Linked DNA regions of Mus musculus: region 2 is linked to region 1. Evidence: chromatin contacts called from public HiChIP or PLAC-seq data. All regions are on one chromosome and are shown on one strand. The core of a region is the stretch at or near the end of the contact, and the rest is flanking DNA. Distances in the headings are between cores, read along the strand shown. Region 1 overlaps Atrnl1 (attractin like 1). Region 2 has its middle 34 kb from the start of 1810007D17Rik.

What was found. HiChIP or PLAC-seq counts read pairs in DNA pulled down with a chosen protein or histone mark.
Region 2: an H3K27ac HiChIP or PLAC-seq map of embryonic stem cells shows a contact between it and region 1, with 3 times the contacts expected there. The contact joins two enhancer-like sites. A contact is called at or near these places in 3 of 115 datasets of contacts at active chromatin or transcription factors (embryonic stem cells and large pre-B cells).

The regions. Positions count from the first base shown.
Region 1 is chr19:57,954,917-57,958,799 of GRCm38.p6, reverse strand. The region is part of intron 27 of Atrnl1 (attractin like 1); the gene reads right to left. Among named protein-coding and RNA genes, the nearest start is that of Gm52385, 31 kb to the right of the region's middle. Within about 2 kb of position 2,064, at least 5 of the 459 cell types and tissues checked have an H3K27ac peak or open chromatin away from gene starts, as enhancers often do. A contact at or near this core is called in embryonic stem cells, where this site is marked.
Region 2 is chr19:58,570,471-58,574,353 of GRCm38.p6, reverse strand. No RefSeq gene overlaps it. Among named protein-coding and RNA genes, the nearest start is that of 1810007D17Rik, 34 kb to the left of the region's middle. Within about 2 kb of position 1,948, at least 7 of the 459 cell types and tissues checked have an H3K27ac peak or open chromatin away from gene starts, as enhancers often do. A contact at or near this core is called in embryonic stem cells, where this site is marked.

The sequences.
Region 1 (3,883 bases), core at 815-3,314:
ATATATAGTAATTTTATGTAAATTACTGGCAATACATTTAATGCCAGTACCCTTCTCTCTTATTTTCATTAATAAAATAAAACTCATATATTTAAAGAATCAGCTTGTAAGTTAATAGTAAAATCTATTGTTATGTAGGTTTCATGCTGCACATGACCGGGCAATAGTTCAGACATGTCACATATAATTTAATATTATTAATACACTTAAGACATAAATGTACTTAATTAATGCTAGAAGGTCTGATTGAAATTATTTTCTGGCTGTAACTTTAAGATGTGTTCTTTGATAAGCAGACATGTTGAAATTTATGAATCATACCTGTAAGTATTCACTTACACAGTGACACATTAAATGTTACTAACTTCATGGTATGCTCTGTGTATGATAATAACAGTGGCACTGGATAGACAGCACAAAGGAGTGAAAACTAATTGCCAACTGTGACTGTTTGTACATGCTTGGCCCAGGGAGTGGCACTGTTAGAAGGTGTGGCCCTGTTGGCTGTTGGAGTAGGTGTTTCACTGTGGGTGTGGGCTTTAAGACCCTTATTCTAGCTGCCTGGAGGTCAGCCTTCCACTAGAGGCCTTCAGATGAAGATGTAGAACTCTCAGCTCCTTCTGCACCATCTCTGCCTGGATGTTGCCATGTTCCTGCCTTGATGATAATAGAATGAACCTCTGAACCTGTAAGCCAGCCCCAATTAAATGTTGTCCTTATTAAGAGTTGCCTTGGTCATGGTGTCTCTTCACAGCAGTAAAACACTAAGACAAAAACATTGGTTTGGATAAATATATCATTTCCTTGTCTATGTATTGGAAAAATCAACATTGGTTGAGTGCTTGCAATCATTTACATGCACACAACTGTAAAGTACACCAAAGCTCCTTTAAAAGTAGGTACATCTAACTACTTCAACTCTGCTAAGGATGATTTCCGTGTGGGAACCATGGGTGTCTTAGTGACGGCAAATGAACATGTATTGTTCACAGTCTATAATGATCTCCATAATAACAAGTGTAACTGCTCAATTTGGTTTTCATCTTTAATTGGCTTTTTCTTATCACATTATCTAGGCAGGCACATTCAAAGCTAAAACTATATCTGTATCTCTCACCTGAAGACAATTCTCTCCGGGGGATGCAGAAATGCCTCAGGAGGTAAAGCGCCTACTGCATAAACGTGAGGACCAAGATCAGATACCCTGCACTGTGGGACTGTGATAGGAAGCCTATTTTGGTTGAATGGGGCTTGTTCCTGTACCCTGAGCATTTGGGCAGGGCTGAGATGTAGATCCCTGAGAGCTTATAGTCTAGCCAAAATGAAAGATGTAGCTTCAGTGAGAGACCCTGTCTACAAAACTATGGTGGACTGTAGGAGAAGACATAGAATGTCTACCTCTGGTCTCTGCACATGCTTGCACAGTGATCACAACTACACACACACACACACACACACACACACACACACACACACCTGCCTCAGAATGGATAAGCCTTCTTATAAGACACAAAACTTTGAAACTCTCAGAAGAAAGCATGAGGGGACAACCTCAAGAGCTAGGCAGAAGCAGTGCTCTGACCAGAACTCCTGGGCCAGGCACACAGGCAGGAAATATCAAATGGAATCGCATCAAGCTAAAAAGATTATAAAATATTTAAAAAATTAAGATGGGGGTGAAGAGTCGGACGGCAGAATGAAGAAAGCACCTACCTGTCTACAGAATGGAATCCAACACACAAGAAGTAAAAATGTAACCAATGCAAGGCAAGTAACAACCAGCAAGTGGGTCAGGGAAACAAGAGACTGCAGATGCAGAAGCACAAGCTGCAACAAATGTGTACAAAAAACAAAACAGAGTGATCCCTTTAGTCCTTAGGGAAATGCAAACCATAGCTGTACTGGAGTCCCCAGGCAGAAAGGCAACATCAACTTCTACAACAACAAAGCAGCAGGTTCTGGGGGTGGTGCAGGGGAAAGGCAGCACCTTTCACTCTCTTTTGGAAGGAAATAGGTCCAGCCTCTGTGGAATCTCTGAAACAGATTGATCCTGCCTCCTGAGTTGGGTGTTTGAATAAGATGGTCCTAAGAAGTCTTGGCATTTGAATAGTCCCTCAGGGCGGGACTTGAGGTTTTCAAAGCCTCCTGAATTTCCAGGAATTTTCCCTCTGCTTCCTTTATGTGGGTGGAGACCAGAGCTCTCTGCTGCTCCAGGGCCATTCCTCCCTGCCCGCTGTGGTGCTCTCGACCTTGGTAGTGACAGACTCCTATTGATATCTCTGGAACCACAATTCCTGAATAAACCTTCTTCTTCTCTGGCTTATCTCAGTCTCAGAGTGTTCTATCATAGCAACGGAAAATAAGCAATGAGTCTATTCTTTAATCAGTCCTGGTCAGCGTCCCTTCCCAGAGGGACACCTGCATAGCATAGACAGTTTGTTGTGGTTGTTGTTGTTGGGCTGTTCAAGTGCCAATTACAGGACAAGGCAGGAATCCATCAGCAGGTGAACATATAAAGAAAACATGGTCTATACACACCAAGGAGAATTATTTGGCCATCAGGGAAATGAAGTCATTTCACTGGAATCAGAAAATGGGTATGGCTGCAAGTGACCCACATTCAGAAAAGTAAAGCCAGACTCAAAGAGACAAGACTTTGCCTCATTATGTAGACAGAAAGTGGAAATCAACAAAAGAAAGAGTGAAATGTCAGGGATAGAGAAAGCAGAGGGGGAGGGGACAAAGTACAGGGCTGAATATGATTGAAGTACATTAAATGCAAATGTCATAGTGAAACCAATTTCCAAGTCCTTTGAACAATTGATATATGATTCTTAAAAGCCAAGCACTTTGTAGATTATAGGCATAAATTTATCATAGAACAAACCATGGGTTTTTCTTTGTTTGCTTAAGAGAAAGATCTACGTTGCCTACATAAGGCATATTTCTGGATGTATGTTACAGGGTTTTTAGAGAAAGATCCTGTAGACTGACCACCATCATTATCATCACCACCACCACCACCACCATCATCATCACCATCATCATCATCTCTCTACCTTCCGTGTATCAGGAAATCAACACTAGTCCTTGCCATATGCTTCCAATACCACGATGCTTTCCTTTACAATTGCCAGTGAAGGAGACATCTAACACAGTGAGCCGACATAGGAATCCCTCTGCAATCTGTGAGGCCTTCTGGCACAGGGAGGAGCACTACCTCTTAGTATCCTTCTACACTTTACTCCTCCCTACAGTTGAGGTCCTAGTGGAGTCTGAACAAACGCATCTTAAAAAACTCCATGCTTTCTCAATTTGGAGGTCTGTTTTCTCTAAGCTAGAAACCCATGAGCTCATCCATTCATATTTACATCTGTTCACGTATTAATTTTAACTTTTTCATTTAGTATTGTTTCTCTCAAATCTATGAAACTTTATAGTTTTAATAGATTTAAATAGTCCCAGGCAAGTATCCACAAACAAAGTACACTTAGAGGCAGACATTCCATCTCTGACACTCATGTTTCCTTTTCAGGCCTACAAACAAGTGCAAAAGCCAAGCAAGAAACAGTCTTTTCTCATTTTTTAAGAGTAAATATGTGCATATATGTTTATATGTCCGTCTGTTTTAGTCAAACGACAATATACGATGCATAATTTTCGTCAACTTGGTCTTTCACCTAATACTATTACTCAAGATCATTCAAACCATGTTAATATTTATTTCCACAGCTACAAAATAGAACATTTTATCATATTTTTATTAGTTTATTCTCTCATATATTACATCTCAACTGCAGTTTCCCCTTCCCCTTCCTTCTTCTCCTCCTCCCAGTCCGACTCCCTACATTTTATCATATTTACATCGATATTTAACCATGTC
Region 2 (3,883 bases), core at 699-3,198, 620 kb before region 1:
AGCGAGTGCATCCTCACCCTCAGTGAGTGCATCCTCACCCACAGTGAGTGCACCCTCACCCTCAGAGAGTCAATCCTCACCCACAGCGAGTGCATCCTCACCCACAGCGAGTGCATCCTCACCCACAGTGAGTGCATCCTCACCCACAGTGAGTGCATCCTCACCCACAGCGAGTACATCCTCACCCTCAGCGAGTGCATCCTCACCCACAGTGAGTGCATCCTCACCCACAGTGAGTGCATCCTCACCCTCAGAGAGTCAATCCTCACCCACAGCGAGTGCATCCTCACCCACAGCGAGTGCATCCTCACCCACAGCGAGTGCATCCTCACCCACAGCGAGTGCATCCTCACCCACAGTGAGTGCATCCTCACCCACAGCGAGTGCATCCTCACCCACAGTGAGTGCATCCTCACCCACAGGGAGTGCATCCTCACCCACAGTGAGTGCATCCTCACCCTCAGAGAGTCAATCCTCACCCACAGTGAGTGCATCCTCACCCTCAGAGAGTCAATCCTCACCCACAGTGAGTGCATCCTCACCCACAGCGAGTGCATCCTCACCCACAGCGAGTGCATCCTCACCCACAGCAGAACACAGGAAATGTGCGCACCAGAAGCAAGGAAAGTGAATCTGACTCCAGCTATGGTCTTCTAAAGCTTCACCTGCTCTTATGATGAGGATTTAGCAACATAACATACAGGGCTGGATATGAAGATCCTTTCTGTCTGGCTTTAAGAATGTCTTCCTTATATGTGGCCTCAGGGCAGAGGGAAATGGAGGTAGTTCTCCATGACCAACCAGCAGTGTGCTAGCCCGTGGGCATCAGTCAACAGTAGATTCTTTCTCTCAGGGTCAGAGTACTGGCCAGTACAAGATCCAAGATGGCTAAGGATGGTTCAGAGCACATCAGGAGCAAACCAGACACGGGGCAGCTTTGGAACTTATCCTATTAAATAAATCATTAGGCATACATGACATCTACGATGCATGTACATTCTAAGCTGCTTTCTGTCCTAATGGAAGAGTGTGTGTTTTTGGCTTGTGCACAGAGAGAAGCAGTAGTGACAGGTTTAGTGAGAGCAGCTGAGCATGGTGAGCAGTGGGGCTATGGTTGGGTGAACAGGAGTCAAAGGGAATTCAGCTTTACTCACAAGGAGTCAGCCATCAGTCTGAGACAGCAAGGATCAAGCAAGGACAATGTTCAGACCGTCCTGCTAATCAAGAGTTACAGGGAATAAAATAAAATAAAATAAAATAAAATGATAAGCTGACAGAGATCCGCCAGTGTCATGCATACCTCCTGATGTCCACAATGGCTCACAAGAACGCAATCCAAAGGTGTGGAAAGTAAAACCACTGTCTCTGGCCCTGAGCCACCGGCACAGACGTTTATACAACAGTCATACTTGTAGTTACTCACAGCTGACAGATTGCTGGACAAGGCAGCTTCTGAGCTGAGCCTGAGAGAACAAACAGCTTGTTTTGGTTAATAATGGGCAGTTTGTGAAATCAGAGATTATTTGAGCTACTCACCCGATTATCTCCATCAGTCACTCAGCCAAAGTCATCGCACTGGTCACTGTCAGTGACCCCAGCACTCCACAGACTTCGACTGTCATGTCCCATCTTAAAAGTCTGTCCAGGAAAGAAAGACAAGTGGCTCTGCTCTGGATTGGTCAAATGAAAAAATGTCTACCCCAGCAAACTCGGTGGTACCGAAGCCACAAAGGGCTTCACTCGAGATTAGAATCACTGTAGAGTCTGAGGGCTTTGACACTGGGCTTTTCTTTTGTTCTGTTTTTGCTTTATTGTGTAGATGAGTGTCTGATCTACTACTCTCATTTAACCCCGAATATCCTGGTCTTGGAAGTTAGGTAGGGCAGGTCCTGGTTACTGCTTGGGAGAACCTAGACTCTTGCTGGCCACCAGTCAGAGGCCGGATACACATCAGTAGAATGCTAATATAGAGCACACAGGAAAGACCCTGGAGCTTCCTCAGTCTGATAAAGGGCACTGCAGAGCAAGCTACAGCCAACATTACACTTAATAACCAAACATTAAATTCTTTTCCCATAGGACAGAATCAGGGCAAGGATATCTGAGCTCACATTCACTCGTTATTTGTATCACACAGTGTGCAATAAGACAAAAAGAAAAAAAAAGGCGTCTAAGTTGAAAAATATTAACAGATGCTAGTTTGTAAAATCCTATAGACTCTTAGAACTCAGTAGAACTAAGATGCAAACTCAGCAAGATACACAACAATGTTACAAATTACATTTACACTTGCAGTGAATAATTACATAATGAAGTTTAAAGAGATACTAAGTTAAAAGCTATAAAGCACATAAAATACTTTTAAAAATATCTTCCTTGTATCTTACAAAAATACACAAGAAAAGTCTGAAAAGAAAAGCCTGAAAAGCTACTTAGTCCTAATGCAGCTAAGAAGAGAGAAAGCCATATTTCAGAATCAGCGGGTCTCCAACTTAGCATATGGACTCAGTGAAATCCCCTTTCAGATGTTAAGATGAGTGACTTTAAATTTTAAAAGGAATTGCAAAGAACCAGAAAAGCAAGGCAGTCCTGACAAAGGTTAAATTGGTAGAGTCCCATTGCCTAAGATCAAGATTAACTCTCCTGTAGTCCAAATACTATGGAGGGGACTAGAGGGATGGTGCACTAGCTAAGAGCGTGTACTGCTCTCACAGAGGACCTGAGTTCAATTCCCAGCACCACACTGAGCATCTCACAACCCTCTGCACCTCCAGATCCAAGGAGAAGATCTGGTGCCTCCAGCCTTCAAGGGCACCTGCACTCACACATGTAATTAAAAATAATCTTAAAAGGAAAAAGACATTGTGATGTGGTACAAATATGATATGGAACAAAACAAGCAGTTAAAGAGACCTAAGCCTTGGTGCTGCAGGATCAGAAACTGACTGGACAGGCAGAAGGGCAAATGAGGGCACTGGGAAACTTTCCTATGGTGACCGATGTTCAAGGACATTATGGTCAAATGTTTGTATTTGTCAAAACCTACTGAGCACAACAATTGTGATGGCTGTTTGCAAAAACAGAAGATAGCAAGTGTTGGTGAAAATGGGAAATGCTGGTAGGAATGTAAAATAATGCTGTTGCTATGGAAATCAGCAGGACCTTCATTAAAAAAAATACAGAATTGCCATCCAGTTTGGTAATTCACTTACTAAATTACTATTTACCAATTATAGCTACACAACGATGTAAATATACTGTACTTAAACATGATTAAAATGTTCAATTAAAAAATCCACTCAATGTATGATATCATTTAATTCCGCCAATTCTGTTTGGTTTTTGTTGGGATGACCTGTCAATCAGTGGAAGTCGGGTATTGCAGTCACCCACTACTGTTGTGCTAGGCTTGTGAGTTTATCTTTAGGAGTTCTTCATAATGAAATTGGATGTACCTGTGCTGGGAGCATATATTTAGAATATTTATGTGCCCTGAACCAGTATGAAGTGGCCATCTTCATCTTTTCTCACTAATCCTTCTGTGAAGTCTAGTTTGTCTCATACCGGAATCTGTGTGCTCCTACATCCATTGGCTTAGAATACCTTTTCCATCCTTTCACTACAAGATAGTATGTGGGGCCGTGGGTGCTGGGGAATAAAGGGGAGTGGGAGAAAACCCGCATCCTGCCAGAGTTCCAGTGCTCTGGGCAGGTGGATGCAGAAACTGCCGCACGCTTGGGGGCCGAAGGCAGGAGAGGGCAGGGGGATAGGGGGCACTGGATGGTTCCCACGCAGGTGAGAGTCCTTGGTCTGGCCTTCTGGCAGGAGGTTAGACGTGACTCATTAGGAGAAAGCCTATCCCATCGTTCTGGCCTTGATGAGC